Regions from separate parts of the Zea mays genome. Here regions 1 and 3 are each linked to region 2. The links are chromatin contacts, called in public Hi-C maps. All regions are on one chromosome and are shown on one strand. The core of a region is the stretch at or near the end of the contact, and the rest is flanking DNA. Distances in the headings are between cores, read along the strand shown.

Evidence for each region. Hi-C and Micro-C count contacts between places; a contact is called where the count stands out from the background.
Region 1: a contact with region 2 is called in a Hi-C map of bundle sheath, with 1.9 times the contacts expected there. The contact joins the promoter of LOC100273620 here to the promoter of LOC542687 in region 2. A contact is called at or near these places in 2 of 25 Hi-C or Micro-C datasets (bundle sheath and ear).
Region 3: a contact with region 2 is called in a Hi-C map of ear, with 4 times the contacts expected there. The contact joins the promoter of LOC100283609 here to the promoter of LOC542687 in region 2. A contact is called at or near these places in 3 of 25 Hi-C or Micro-C datasets (bundle sheath, ear and tassel).

Annotation. Positions count from the first base shown.
Region 1 is chr1:44,728,601-44,732,982 of Zm-B73-REFERENCE-NAM-5.0, reverse strand. LOC100273620 (jasmonate-regulated gene 21) reads right to left here and starts at 3,097. Exons shown (of 3, transcript NM_001148036.1): 1 at 2,727-3,097; 2 at 2,242-2,578. The coding sequence starts at 3,040.
Region 2 is chr1:44,174,917-44,179,531 of Zm-B73-REFERENCE-NAM-5.0, reverse strand. LOC542687 (SNF1-related protein kinase) reads right to left here and starts at 1,525. Exons shown (of 11, transcript NM_001112203.1): 1 at 1,411-1,525.
Region 3 is chr1:44,791,339-44,796,045 of Zm-B73-REFERENCE-NAM-5.0, reverse strand. It overlaps LOC100283609 (rhodanese-like family protein), which reads left to right and starts at 2,325. Exons shown (of 2, transcript NM_001156510.2): 1 at 2,325-2,825; 2 at 2,934-3,472. The coding sequence starts at 2,380. The coding sequence ends at 3,126. It overlaps LOC100191466, which reads left to right. Exons shown (of 8, transcript NM_001136899.1): 5 at 1-68; 6 at 203-320; 7 at 796-948; 8 at 1,045-1,627. The coding sequence ends at 1,185.

The sequences.
Region 1 (4,382 bases), core at 1,848-4,347, 550 kb before region 2:
TACTTCTAATAGCTATTTAGCAACTTGCTAAACATGATTGTAGCAAGCTATTTTTTAGAGAACTACTGGAGTTGCTCTAAGGCTAGTTAAATCATCGTCGTGGCCGTATCCAAACTCCACGCTGCTTAGAATAGTGTAGTATACAGTATAAATTAGTGTTTTAGATGACTACATAAATAAACTGCTTGATAGGGTCTAAGGGAGTCTTTGGTTCACCTGACTAAAGTTTAGTTCATGTCATATTAAATGTTTAAATATCAATTATAAATATTAAATATAGACTTAATTAGATTTAGTAAATTTGTCTTGTTTTTTAGGCATATACAACCTAGAGATTCTGGCTCGGTTTTTCAAATACAAGAGACAGTCAGGGGATAGCAGGGCCGATCCTAGAGGGGGGCAAGTGGAGCCGCCGCACCGGGCCTCCGATTTTGGAAGGGCCCCAAGTAATATACATGTATATATAATCTTAGATTTTTTGAGTATGTTCGGCAAATAGATCTGTATCCAAATATTTCAATCGTTCATTGGATATTATTTACTGTGCTTGTGACTGTGGCATCGGCTTAGAGAAGCTTTTTAAAGTTAAAATTGTTGAAGAACTATTAAGGTCAACAATGTCTCAAGATCGCCTCAACGGATTGGCTACTTTATACATTGAGAAAAATTATTAGACGAGGTTGGTAGCAACAATATTATCAATGACTTCGCATCAAGAAACATTAAAAGAATTTTTTGAGATAATATGTAGAAAGATTCGAAGTTGTTTTGATATATTATAGATTTTTATCATTCAAAAATTTTGCTTATGTACTTAGAAGAAAGTGTATATATATATATATATATATATATTATAGACTTTTATCATTCAAAATTTTTTGAGGGCTCTAATTTTTTGTTTCGCCCCGGGTCTATGAAACCTCAGGACCGGCCCTGGGGGATAGCATGATACAACCGAGGGACTTCGTCTCGGTTTTCCAAGTAAAAGAGTTAGTTAAAAGACTGCATGATACAACTCTGAGCCTTTAAATCATTAATGTAGTCAAGTCACAATTATGTATAGAGAGTCATGTAGAGATGAGCTCTTCGCGAATAGGCTGTATCTTGATTTTTTTTCACTTGGCCCCCTAAAAATCCCATAAGAGACACCTCATTTAATTGGATTGTACATGCCCTTAGTCTTTATCTATATAAGTAGTTTTACAATTAGAATATATTTAATACCTATAATTTTACTCAAATTTTTGATGCGACCGGGACTAAATTTTAGGCCTCCTTTGGATTTGGATTGTACGAATTTTTTTCTCGTGTTCCTTGTGTCTTTTCGGTGAAAATAAACTACTTTCTATAAATTTCAGTATAATTCGTGTGAAATTCCTACATTCTAAAGGAAGTCTTAGTTGGGTGAAACCAAACACCCTATAAATCAATCTTTATAACTGTGCACATAACATACATAAAATCCATTAACTAGGAGTATAACCTGCTGATTTCCCCTTGGCCATTATATCTGTGACACACGTAACAGACACAAGATCCCTCTTTTTTTGTGTATGGGCAATATTTTTGGCATGTTAAGGCTCTGTTCTAAATCTCTAAAGCTAATTGCTAGTTAGTTAATAAGTTATTATATAGGTAGGTTGAAATAGCTAAGAACTAATAACTATTTGAGAGGTATAGCTAACAATTAATTAGCTGACTCATTCTAAATCTCTCAGCCAATTTTAACTGCTAACTATTATTTTTAGAAGTTTGATACAAGGCATAAGAAAATTCTACTAGTACCTGGTGGGTAAGGACATGTGTTGGATGGCTTATGTCCAAACAAAAATGGTCCAACATATGTACATATCGGTCCATGCTTTTGTCGCAAATCTTGAGTCCTGACATATGATCAATCAGATCCGGGGACGCTCTGCCTCAGTTTTGAAGCGCTTCTTTTCTTGATGCCGCCGTGCTGGTCCTGGGAACACGTGTCGCCGTCTTTACGTTCGTCATATAGTGTGTTTCTTTTGGTTGTTTAGTTTTTTTTAATTTCTGGATATCTTTGCGGCTTAATAAGATTGGTGCACATGCGATGCGACGTCGTTATTACACTAGCCAATCGTCTCTCTCTATTATGAAATATAATAACCGCTATTCAGTCTATTATTTTCTTTTTGCCCCAAGAGACATGATTTTTTCTTTTACGTATATACCACGTGCACATATGTAAGACCGACCATTATGATTATTGCGTACCTGGATCTGGTCGCCGACGTTGACGATGAAGGCGTCGGGGACGGGTTCGACGACGATCCACTGGCCGTCGGGGCTCCTTACCTGCAGGCCCTTGACGTGGTCGTCCACCAGCAGCATGGTCATGCCGCCGGGGTCGGAGTGCCCCGCTACGCCCAGCGTCAGCTCTGGCTGCGGGCACTGCGGGTAGAAGTTGACCCGCAAGCACGCCCCTTCGCCGCCCTCTCCGCCGAACGCCGCCTGCAGTCTCCCGGCTTCCAGCCCCAGCCCGCTGGAGAGCAGCCGCATCACCCTCCGGCACAGCTGCAACACTTCCTCGCCGTACTCCTCCGTTGCCCCCCTGCAACGACGACCATGCACGTCCCGTGCAAGCATGCATGCATAATGAGATCAACGAACTAGGGCCCGAACGGAACGGTGCTAGCTTGGTCGACGATACAAGTATAGAGCGCAAGCATGCAGTGCAGTGTCTGTTTTTTTTTTTTTACCGTAGGGAGGAAGGCAGGGAAGGCCACTTCTCGTGGCTCTTGAGGGAAGCCGGCAGCAGATGGAGGAAGTAGTAGTCGCCCCAGTCCAGCGGGCCGCCCTTGGCGGTGCCGAGGCGGCTGCCGTAGCCCTCGTACGTCGCCGGCGAGTTCGCGTAACGCTCGCGCACCTCCGCGGGCTGCCGGAAGAAGCCACGCCACGCCGCGCGCGCGCCGCGCAGCAGCTCCGGGCGGACGCCGTGGTTCACTGCCTGGAAAAAGCCCCACTCCCGGCACGCCGCCGCCACGGCGCTGGATGTCGCGTCCACGTCTAGCATTGACAGGTCTACGACTGGGATATTCGGGCCGCTGCCATCGGAGGCCGGTGAGAGCCGGGGCCGCTCCGACAGGGGCTTCACATACCGCTCGGGGATCGTGTCGCCGCACGTGTCAGACACAGCCTGGACGCGCACCACGGGCTCCGGCCAGCCGGCGCCGCCGTTGAAGCAGCTTATTGCCATCGGCCGGGGAGCTGCTGGCTTAAGACAAAACCGCCCTGTATATTGTGTGCACAACTTACACTTGCACACTCATGGCATATATTTGTTGATATATAGCGGTCGCAATTGTACACGTGATGGTCCAGAGAGCTGAGATGTCTAGTAATAATAATACCGTATTTTACCCCCTTTTATAAATCAAAGGATAAGGGAGAGACATTGTGGCTTTGCGATCATCATTGGAGTGTTGAATATAAAACTTCAACTAGCTAGCTAGTGGCCTTGAAAGCAACATGCATGGCTAGGGAAAATAAAGCACGTGCTCAAAGAATAAATAGTAGTACAATATATATAAAAAGGTTAGCTCTGTCTGTGTAATGTAATCATTCTTGGATTTTGTGGTCACGGAGGTATACCACCACACACAGCACTCCTGTTGCAATTTGTGCACTTCATCTGATCATCACCAATTGCGGCCACAGTAGGATTTTTTGTTAGTCAAATATGTTTTGTTTGGCAATCGGTTTTTCAAATTTCACATGGACAGGTAACCTAGCTTCTTTTCATTCCTAAGCTTGAGCTACATATCTATGCGCCTGTTTGGTATATTTTTTCTAAACAACTTTTTTTTTGAGAATCTGAATTTCTGAATAATCTAGGTGTCACGAGAATCTAAATTCGCGAGCCTTGTATGCAGAGTTGTTAAGATTTATGGGTTAGGCCCAACTTGAGAAAATCAAATAAATCACAGGAAAATCTCAAAAGCCCATATAAGTATGGCTAGGGAATAGATGGAACTAATAGCACCATATTGCTAGTTCTAGTAGAGTAGAGCTAGCTTAAATATGGAAGCCACACTCACTCACCAAGTCATGGATGAGAGGAGAGAGTGTGGAGAGCCACACACGTGTGCGCGCTCGCTCGCCTGGCCGGCCCAGGGCGGGGGCAAAGGGCGCACGACATGCGCGTGAATGGTCCGCCGAAATCATGGTCCGCTGAAATCCGGCCCCTCGCCTTGCGGGGGCGCAGTTTCCTTTTGCCGTTTGAATTTTTGGTTACTTGGCTGTTAAGTTTAGAATCCTAACCGATCGCTATAAAATCTAAACTGAACGCGAGATTTTCGCGGGCGGATAAGATCAAAGGTAGCTATCTGGTTGCGGATTCGGCACTATAAATAGCG
Region 2 (4,615 bases), core at 276-2,775:
TACGGTGGACATGGTCAAACCATCTCAACCTATCTCAACCGGTGTTGAATAAGCTTTTCTTCAATTGGTACTGCTCCTAGCCGATCGCGTATGTTATCGTTTCTCACTCGTCCAATCTTGTGTGCTCACATATCCAACGCAACATACGCATCTCTGCGACACTTAGTTGTTGGATATGTCGTCTCTTAGTAGGCCAACACTCAGCCCCATATAACATAGCAAGCCTAATCGCCATCCTGTAGAACTTGCCTTTCAACTTCTATGGCACTCTCTTGTCGCATAGGACTCCTGATGCTTGACGCCATTTCATCCACCCCGCTTTGATCCTATGGCTAACATCTTCATCAATATCACCATCTCTTTGTAGCATCGATCCCAAATAATGTAAGGTGTCCTTCTTTAGTACTACCTGGTCTCCCAAGCTTACATCTCCATCCTCATTAATTGTAGTACCAAAGTCACATCTCATATACTCAGCTTTGGTCCTACTAATTCTAAATCCTTTTGACTCTAGGGTCTGACGCGGTAACTCTAGCTTTCTATTTACTCCTTCCCGGCTTTCATCTACTAGAACTACAAAACCTCTTAAGCCATCCTAGGAAAGTAGAATTCCCGATTACAGCACAACCTTTATAGTGCCTGCTCAGTGCTCACTGGATCTCGTCCATGGATGTTCAGGCCTTGCATCCACAATATTTAATAGGTGGTGCAAAAAGTAGATTAACACAGCAAGAGCTCCCTTGGTGCTGGAAAGAGATTAGTAAGCAATGGAATCATGTTGGTTTAATTCCTTTCAAAAGCCCTAACCAGCAGAGGTAACCCGGCCACCTCAGACAAATAGATCGATAACGGCAGCACCTAATTCGCATGAGTACCTAGTATCAAGAGTCAAAACGCTTAGTATTAACACGTGAATCTGCACGCAGAGCACACTCCAGTGACCAATCAGCTACTACGGTTTCATCTATACAAGAAACGGACGGGATATATAAATCGGAATCGCTCGGTCAGATAGGCGTTCAGTTCAAAAGCTAAAAATTGAGGAAAGTGAGGTCGACTGTACGTTCAATCGACTGAGAAACTATAGACGCAAGAGATCGCATGGAAGCAACCAAGCGATGAGAGCCTAGCCGGGAAGAATCCAGATAACGACACTAGAGAGCACTTCCTTACAGACCTGGTGGGCTGGTGTTGCGTCCGTGGAGACGAACACCGCCTCGCTCTAACCGTCCGTCAATATCCTCGCCCTCCCCAAGGAAATGCGACAGCGAGCCCACCTTGATCCGCAACTCAAAACCAACCCCCGAATCCCCCGACAATTATTCCCCCAGTTCCGAATCCGAAGAATCGAAGCAGGAGAGCCGTGCGAACCAGGAGGAAATCCACGAGAACAGCAAGCAGCGTGGTTACCTTACTTACCGGGTTCGCCGGCCCTCGACAGGTCAACCTTCCTGCGCGCGGACGAGCGAGTGCGGGCGGAGACGGGGAGAACACCTACGAGTGGGAGAGCGGGGCGGAGAGGGCTTTTGGACTTGGGGGCGTATGCCCGGCTTTGGTCCGATTCCGGGGGGCGGAGCGCGGAGGCTTTAACCCGGTGTTAGGTTAATTTTAATCGTCCGCCCTAGGCCGGGTTGGGCGAGGAGGCGGCGTTACCGGGGGAAGATCACCGTCGCGCTGACGTGGCAGCTCGCTCGCCCGGCCGCGCCCGCGATTCGGTCTTTCCGTCGTTTTGTGGCTCCTCTAGAACTTTTTTTTTCCCTTCTCTTTTTTGTCGTGTGCGTGTGTCCGTTTTTATTCCTGGATGGCGTAGCCGGGCCGGACGACGGCTGGGGCTTGTCGGAGGTGCTTTTGGTCGCAGGTGGAGTGGGGACTGGGGAGCTGACACGGCGCTGATGCGGTGCGGCTTCGGAGTACGGTTGTATCCGACGAGGAGGATCTGTGGATTGGTCGCGTCCTGCACGTGGTGAATGGTTCTCCTGGTTTGTTAACCCACAGTCCACACACGCATGACGCCATTGACGCGATCCCTGGCGGGCGGCGGCGGCACATTTGTGCTGCTCCGCAGTTCTTAGCTGTCGTGATCTCGTGGCTGATGGCCATCGGCCGGCCGATCCCTTAGGGCTTGTTCGGTTATTTCAATTCCATGTGGATTAATGTGTATTGGGATGGATTGGAATGGATTTTGACTTGATATGGATTTAAACCGACTCAATATCACCCAATCCACATGAATTGACCGCGAAACGAACAAGGCCTTAGCTAGCTCGACTTATAATCAGCTCGTTTCGAGTCGATTCGTTTTAATTTTATCATGAGATGAGTTTTATAATATTAACAAGTCAGTTCGAGCTTCATCGATCTGAGCTGGCTCGATATCCAGTCCTACTCATCATCGTCCGACGTAGGAGACATGGTATTATTAAAATATTTCCACTCACATTAGTGATGCGAGAGATTAACAAGGTTAAATGTGCCCTCGTGACATGTCCCTACTCGCTAAGACCTTTATTAATACTGTAGGATAATACCATAAAGTGAGTGCCCCTCCAATCACTACTACTCCTTATGTCTTTAGTGTAGACGTCCACAGTAGCTTTGTTCTGCCATAGCGCGCTCCGCCGCACCCCCGGTCCCCACGCCCGCAATCCCCGCCGCCGTCCTCGCGGCCGCCGCGCCCGCAAATCCCTACAGTAGCTGCAGCTTCATAAGCTGCCTCGCCATCATCGCAGGAATCATCGCGTCGTAAGCCGCCCGCCATCATCGCCCCTCGCACCTTCCTTCGCCAACAATCACAGATCGCCCCGCATTCGTGCTCCCCTCGCGTAATCCTAGGAAACCTTCATCGCCTCGTGTCCGTGCTCCTGCCCCGGCCCACCTTCCTACAGCAGCTGCAGCTCCCTCCGGCCTCCGGTGGTCTGGCACACCGCCTCCTCGCCCAGATCCGTCCGTGGTCCACCCCTCCTGCCCTCGCCCTGTCCTCGGCGCCCCTCGCCTTCGTACCCTCGTCCTCGACCCGCACCCTCGCGCAAGGATCCCCTTCCGCTTCTTCCACCGCCCGCTTGGAGTCCAACACCCGCACACGGTGGTGCTGGGCACTGCCCCGCCGGTTCTCGGTCGCATAGGGACCCACGACCCGTCGCCCGCGTAAGGCGGATACTCGCTGAGCGTGCTCGGAAATATCCTCGCGCCGGTGGGGAGCTCCGGCTCCAGGAAGAGCATTGTGGTGCTGGGCACCGCCCCGCCGGATTCAGTCGCACAGGGACCCGGAAGCTCGGGTGATCCGCCTCTCCCTCCCTCCACCATCGCGGCCATCTACCAGGTTCGTGTCACTGAGATCCCACTTCTCCTGCATGCCGGCCTCTGTACCCCAGATCCCACTTCTCCGTAGCAATCCACCGCGTGCTGCTGCCGTCGAACCAGTCCACGTCGAGCGGCTATGTGTTCCAGAGCGACAGGGTGTCCTTCTCCGGCTCCTCATCGTTTGACGGCTCCAATTCCTTCTCGTTCCAGACGCTCCAGCTGTGCCAGTACTCGACCGCTGGACGGTGGCGCCTACTTCTTCGTGGGCGCCAACTCGCAGGTGTTCGCCAACACGGGCACGCTGGTCACGTGCGTCAACAACTTCCCCAAGACCCGCGACGTGGGGCTCGGCATCCTCAAGGGATTCGTCGGCCTGTACGGCGGCGAGGACGCTGAGTCGCTCATCCTGCTCGTCGCCTGGCTCCCTGCGGCCGTGTCCGTCGCGTTCGTCCACACCGTCTGCTACATGTTGTACCCGCGGTGGTGGGCAGGAGACGAGCTCCGACCCTTCTTCTGCTTCCTCTACCTGTCCATCGCGCTGGCGTGCTTCCTCCTCGTCATGATCGTGGTGCAGGGGCAGGTGCCCTTCTCCCGCGCCGCGTACGGGGTCGCCGCCGCGCCACTGCTCATCCTCCTTTATGACCACGTACGTGGTGCAGGGGCAGGTGCCCTTCTGCTCGTCATGTTGCTTTTTACTAGATTTTGATTCTTCTATTTAAATACCCAAACTGTTGACTGGTATTGTACATGCATAATATTTGGGAGGAATCAATATCACCTTTCTATGGTTTGATTGCTATGAAATATTTCATTAAATCACTTGATCTTAATAGGAACTTGGAGAGGACTATCAAGTCCTAAGTGATCTGGGAAAAAGGAGACTTATGATAAGTGTGGAAAGGTGGGTATTCCCAGTAAGTCCCGAGTTGTTTATGATATTTTATAAATATTTTTCGTAAAAAGGCAATCTGCTCATGATTATTCAGATTGAAGTGATTTATCTATTTTGGGGCATAGAGCATGGTTTGATTTGCTAAGATAGTAAGCAAGTAAGGTTGACAGAGATATCGTGGTCTGCCTATTCGTGCATAAAAGTCCTCTCTAGAAATGAAAAGGGACTAGCTAGCCTTTTAGACAACCATGTTGGCAACACCATCGGAATAAGTTGTGACTTCACAAAAGATTTCTATCAAATGATGCAACACGCTATCAGAACTCCTTTATAGGGACTTTCATCATTGCTGCTTGGCAAATTCGAAAGCAAAGGAATGACTTGGAAAAAGCTCCTGTGAAGAAATAGATTTAGTGAAAATCT
Region 3 (4,707 bases), core at 1,076-3,575, 620 kb before region 2:
AGGCGACTCAGTTTGAGCGAGCAAGAGCTTGCAAAAGTTGCAGCACATCATGGTCCCAACATTGTGAGGTTTGTTTGCCAAAAATATTTTGATTGTTCACCAACGTTGGAGGAGATATGACATAAATACTGTCATAACTCCTTAGCTGCCCACTTTTTTTTCTCTCTCTTACTGAAGAGCTCTTCCTGTGTTTTCCAAGCAGTTTCACGCATAGAAATATGCTGAGAATATACCCAAAGGGAACCCGCTTCAATTCATCCAACTATAATCCATTTCTTGGCTGGGTGCATGGTGCTCAAATGGTGGCATTCAATATGCAGGTCTGGCTGTAATCTGAACACCATATTCTGCCATTCTGGCCTGATTGAACTCCAATATTTCCCACCTTTCATGTAGGGTTTGGATCAATATTCGCTTTACCACATTTGTTCTGTAATCTTGTTTCTAATCAAGTTTTATTTTACCACTAAGATCATATCTTGGTTGCTAAGTTGACGCACATTCTTTCTTTTTAGCAAACCATTGTGGCCATGTTCGGTTGCAAGAGGACTGGAGGGGATTGAAGGAGATTAAATCCCCTTCTATTTAATTTTGACTAGGAAGAGATTTAATCCTCTCCAATCTCTTCAATCCCTACGTAACCGAACAAGTTCTGAAAGGAACCTGATTAATTAGTTTAGAACTGTAACATAAGCAGAATGCCAGAATTAGTTGTGTTATATCTTCCCTGCACTTAAGCATGTGTAGAAGCTGCCTAATGTCATGAATATCCTATATGTCCATTTTTTCCTCCAGGGATATGGAAGAGCACTTTGGTTAATGCATGGTTTTTATAAAGCCAATGGCGGTTGCGGTTACGTGAAAAAACCAGATTTCTTGATGCAAACTTGTCCAGATGGAAAGGTGTTTGATTCGAAGGCAGATTTGCCGGTGAAGGCAACATTGAAGGTAGATGGTGTGTTTCTTCCTCTCTCTCTCTCTCTTTTTTTTTAAAAAAAATTTCTTTGGGTTTCAGAAATGGGTTGATTCGGTAGCGGTTTGCAGGTCAAGGTGTACATGGGGGAAGGTTGGCAAAAGGACTTCAAGCAGACACATTTCGACTCATACTCACCTCCAGATTTTTATGTAAAGGTCTGTTCACTCGTTGAGCCCGTGCCAACGTTTAGAAGTCAGCGATGCCTATAGATCGTCCGAAGCAGTCACGCCAGGACTGGAACATGAGGGCGCATCGCTAATTTGGTTCGGTTCGCCAACAGGTTGGCATCGCCGGAGTTCCATTAGACTCGGTGATGAGAAAGACGAAAGCCGTGGAGGACAGCTGGGTGCCGGTGTGGGAGGAAGAGTTCGCCTTCCCGCTGACCGTACCTGAGATCGCGGTACTCCGCGTGGAGGTGCACGAGCAGGACGTGAACGAAGACGACTTCGGCGGGCAGACGGCGCTGCCTGTGGCGGAGCTGCGGCCAGGGATCCGCGCCGTGCCGCTGTTCGACCACAAGGGGCTCAAGTTCAAGAGCGTCAAGGTCCTCATGAGCTTCGAGTTCGCGTAGCGTCCCGCAGCGTAAAGCGATTATGCTGTCATGTGCGTCGATCGATGTTTGTTTGCAATAAGAATCGACTTTTTTTCCTCTGTTATTAGGAGTCCCATGCCGGGTTTTTTTTGTACAGATGCATTTCCGCTAACTATGTACAAACGGGTCACCTGACACGAACCCAGCCAAAGCACGGTCCATTTGCATCAGGGCAGCCACGACACGACGTGCCACTAGACCGTGCGGAGCTGGGTTCCGTACCTGTCTAACGGTCCAGACATGGCTTGCTGGGTCGTTTTCCGTGGCGATTTAGCCTAATGAGCATGGGCTTTTTGGCGGGCCGGACCGATTCAAAGCCCACGAAGAACGAGAGATGGCCCGTGATGGAGCTTAGGGGTCGAGCACGGGGCTGCGGAGCTGTCGGTGTCGGAGGCCGTGCAGAGGAGTTCTAGCGATACCAGCGTCCTCTCGGCTGTGGCCCCCACTAGCTAGGACGCAAATCAACGAGCGGAGATCTCGTCGAGCCCCGCCTCATCTATTAAGACGGATCGTACGGCCATGAGATGCAGATAGGGGTGGTAATGGATCGTGATCCAAATAGTTCTTCACAAAATGTCAAGGCCCTAAATAAATTATAGTTCAAAAATGACTAGAAATAAAGCCCGATCCTAACCCGCTTCGATCCTTAAATCTTATAGTGCAAAAAGTATAGCCCATTGTCAGCCCTAGATGCAGTGTGCAGTGTACCGACGGTGCGGATTGGACCTGAAATATCATCCAGATAAGAGTGACATGGAAACGAACGCGACTGAGCGAGGCCTCAATTGACAAGCAGCAAGTGGAAGTGGGCATGGCTATGGGTGCTGCGGCGGCCGCATCCACCTGCACCAGGCCCGCGTCCCCTGGCCTGGCCCGACGTCGCGTCAGGGCGCAGGCGACGTCGTCGTGGGCCGGAGGCGCCGAGGCGCTGGTGCGGTCGGGCGCGGTGAGGGCCGTGCGGCCGAGGGACGCTGCGGAGGCGCTGGGCGGCGAGGGGTTCCGCCTGCTGGACGTCCGGCCGGAGTGGGAGCGCGCCCGCGCCAGCGTGCGGGGCTCGGTGCACGTGCCGCTGTTCGTGGGGGACGACGACATGGGCCCCGTGACGCTGCTGAAGAAGTGGGTCCACTTGGGCTACATCGGGCTCTGGACCGGCCAGGCCTTCACCAAGATGAACGAGCGCTTCGTCGACGACGTCGCCGCCGCCGTCGACGGCAGCAAGGACGCCAAGCTTCTCGTCGCTTGTGGCGAAGGCCTCAGGTAAAATGACAAGACTACGCATTAATTCTTCACAAGCTAGGTCGTGCGTGCAACAAGTTACAAGTTACTACTCATTTCGTTCGTGGTGTTCAAATTTCAACTCACAAGGTCGTTGATCGCGGTGAGGATGCTGCACGACGACGGGTACAGGAACCTGGCGTGGCTCGCCGGCGGGTTCAGCAAGTGCGCGGACGGCGATTTCGCAGATGTGGAGGGGGAGAGCAAGCTGCAGTACGCCACCATCGGGGGCGCGTCCTACATCTTCCTCCAGATCCTGCTGTTTCTGGGAGTGGTGAAATGATCCGTTCGATCGATGTTGTTATGACTTCCTCGGCCGTTCGATCTGGTCTGTTTTGCTTTTTGCTAGTACTACCGTTGTCAGATGTTGTACTGCATTGCATATGCGAACAGCATGTCGGTGGCAGTGGTAGAGCTACTGAGCTAGGCGCGCACACATTTGACATTCCTATCTCGTCCCTCTCGTGTTCAGGACCCTTAATGTACATGTTCAGGACCCTTAAGGCAATCGGCTCTTAATTTGATTTGCGGCCCCTAATGTACATGTTCAGGACCGGTCGTAGGCCCCTAACGTGCATGCACGGCTGAGAAGTGAGAAACAAAAAGAAATGAGCATTGCAAGTTGTGTTTTTATACCATGGAAAGGCACTGCAGGTTACAGAGGTTGAACCTTTATATATATTTTTATTGAAACTACCTAGATTGGATCCGAATTCCTCGAATTCCTGAGGGGATTTAGGATGTGTATGGTTGATTTCTAACGGAACAGGATATTTAGGATGCTCCCACTCCACCAAAATGATCAGACGCGAACACGCTCCTCCCTCTTCTCCATCCACACTCATATGACACTTCAACCAAACAATGAACAACGTGGTGTGAGCGAATCGTCACCAAGGCAAGCTGGGAGCAAGTCTGTACCAAGGAAAGCATGTGCCGGACAAGAAATAGGTCCAAGCGGGCCTCGACGAAGCAACATGCACAGGAAGGAAAATGCCAAGGTGGTTGGGCCAGATTGGGTGAACACAATAGAGTAGAGGAAGCATATATGCCGGTAGAAACGAGAGAGAGGGTTATGCATGTATCAAATATTATTCTCCTACTTCTCCAAGGTGCTGTTTGGTTCAAGAAATGTAAAGCAAATGGTAATGGTAATGGTTTACGCTCGATTACTGGCGGTAACAAATTTGAATAGGCTGGTATCAATTTTTAGTGTGGTATCTTATTACAGTTGGACTAAAACAAACATGATTTAACGTTTTCAGTTACCCATTACGTTACAAATATGTGAACCAAACGACACCCAAGTCTCTCCTACGCCCCTTCTCATCTACTCTGGAACTGTAATAATTCGTACACTGAGATGCTTGAGTGAGAGGTTAACAAGTGGTATCAAAGCCACCGATTCTCGGGCTCTTTCTTGTGTTGAAGCTCGAACTGATGCAGTCGGTGGCACATTCGTATCTGACACGTTTTCGGCGAAAGCAAGTGGTGACGAATCCAGATACGTAGATCGTTCTCAACGAAATTGTGAGGCGGTTCAAGAAGCATGACACCAAGTGGGATCGATGTTTTGCCAATCAGGAGACAAGCTAGGAGGCCACATTCTCGGAGTTCACGACAGAGCAGAAGGAGTGCGTCAAAGGTGTCGAGAAAGCAGTCAGGGTATTCGATGAATGGAGCCTCAGTTTCTAAGGTGTCGTCGACGACCGGCGCTTGGAGGTTGGCAAGTTATCCAAGAACTGGGAGTGCGTAGTCGTCGAGAAGTTTTCCCTTATGCCGGGCGTTCTTGCTCCTGCCCTGGTGGCTGCCGAGTGCCCACCTGGTGGATCCACATGCAACTCGCCCCATGGGCACTGCATCG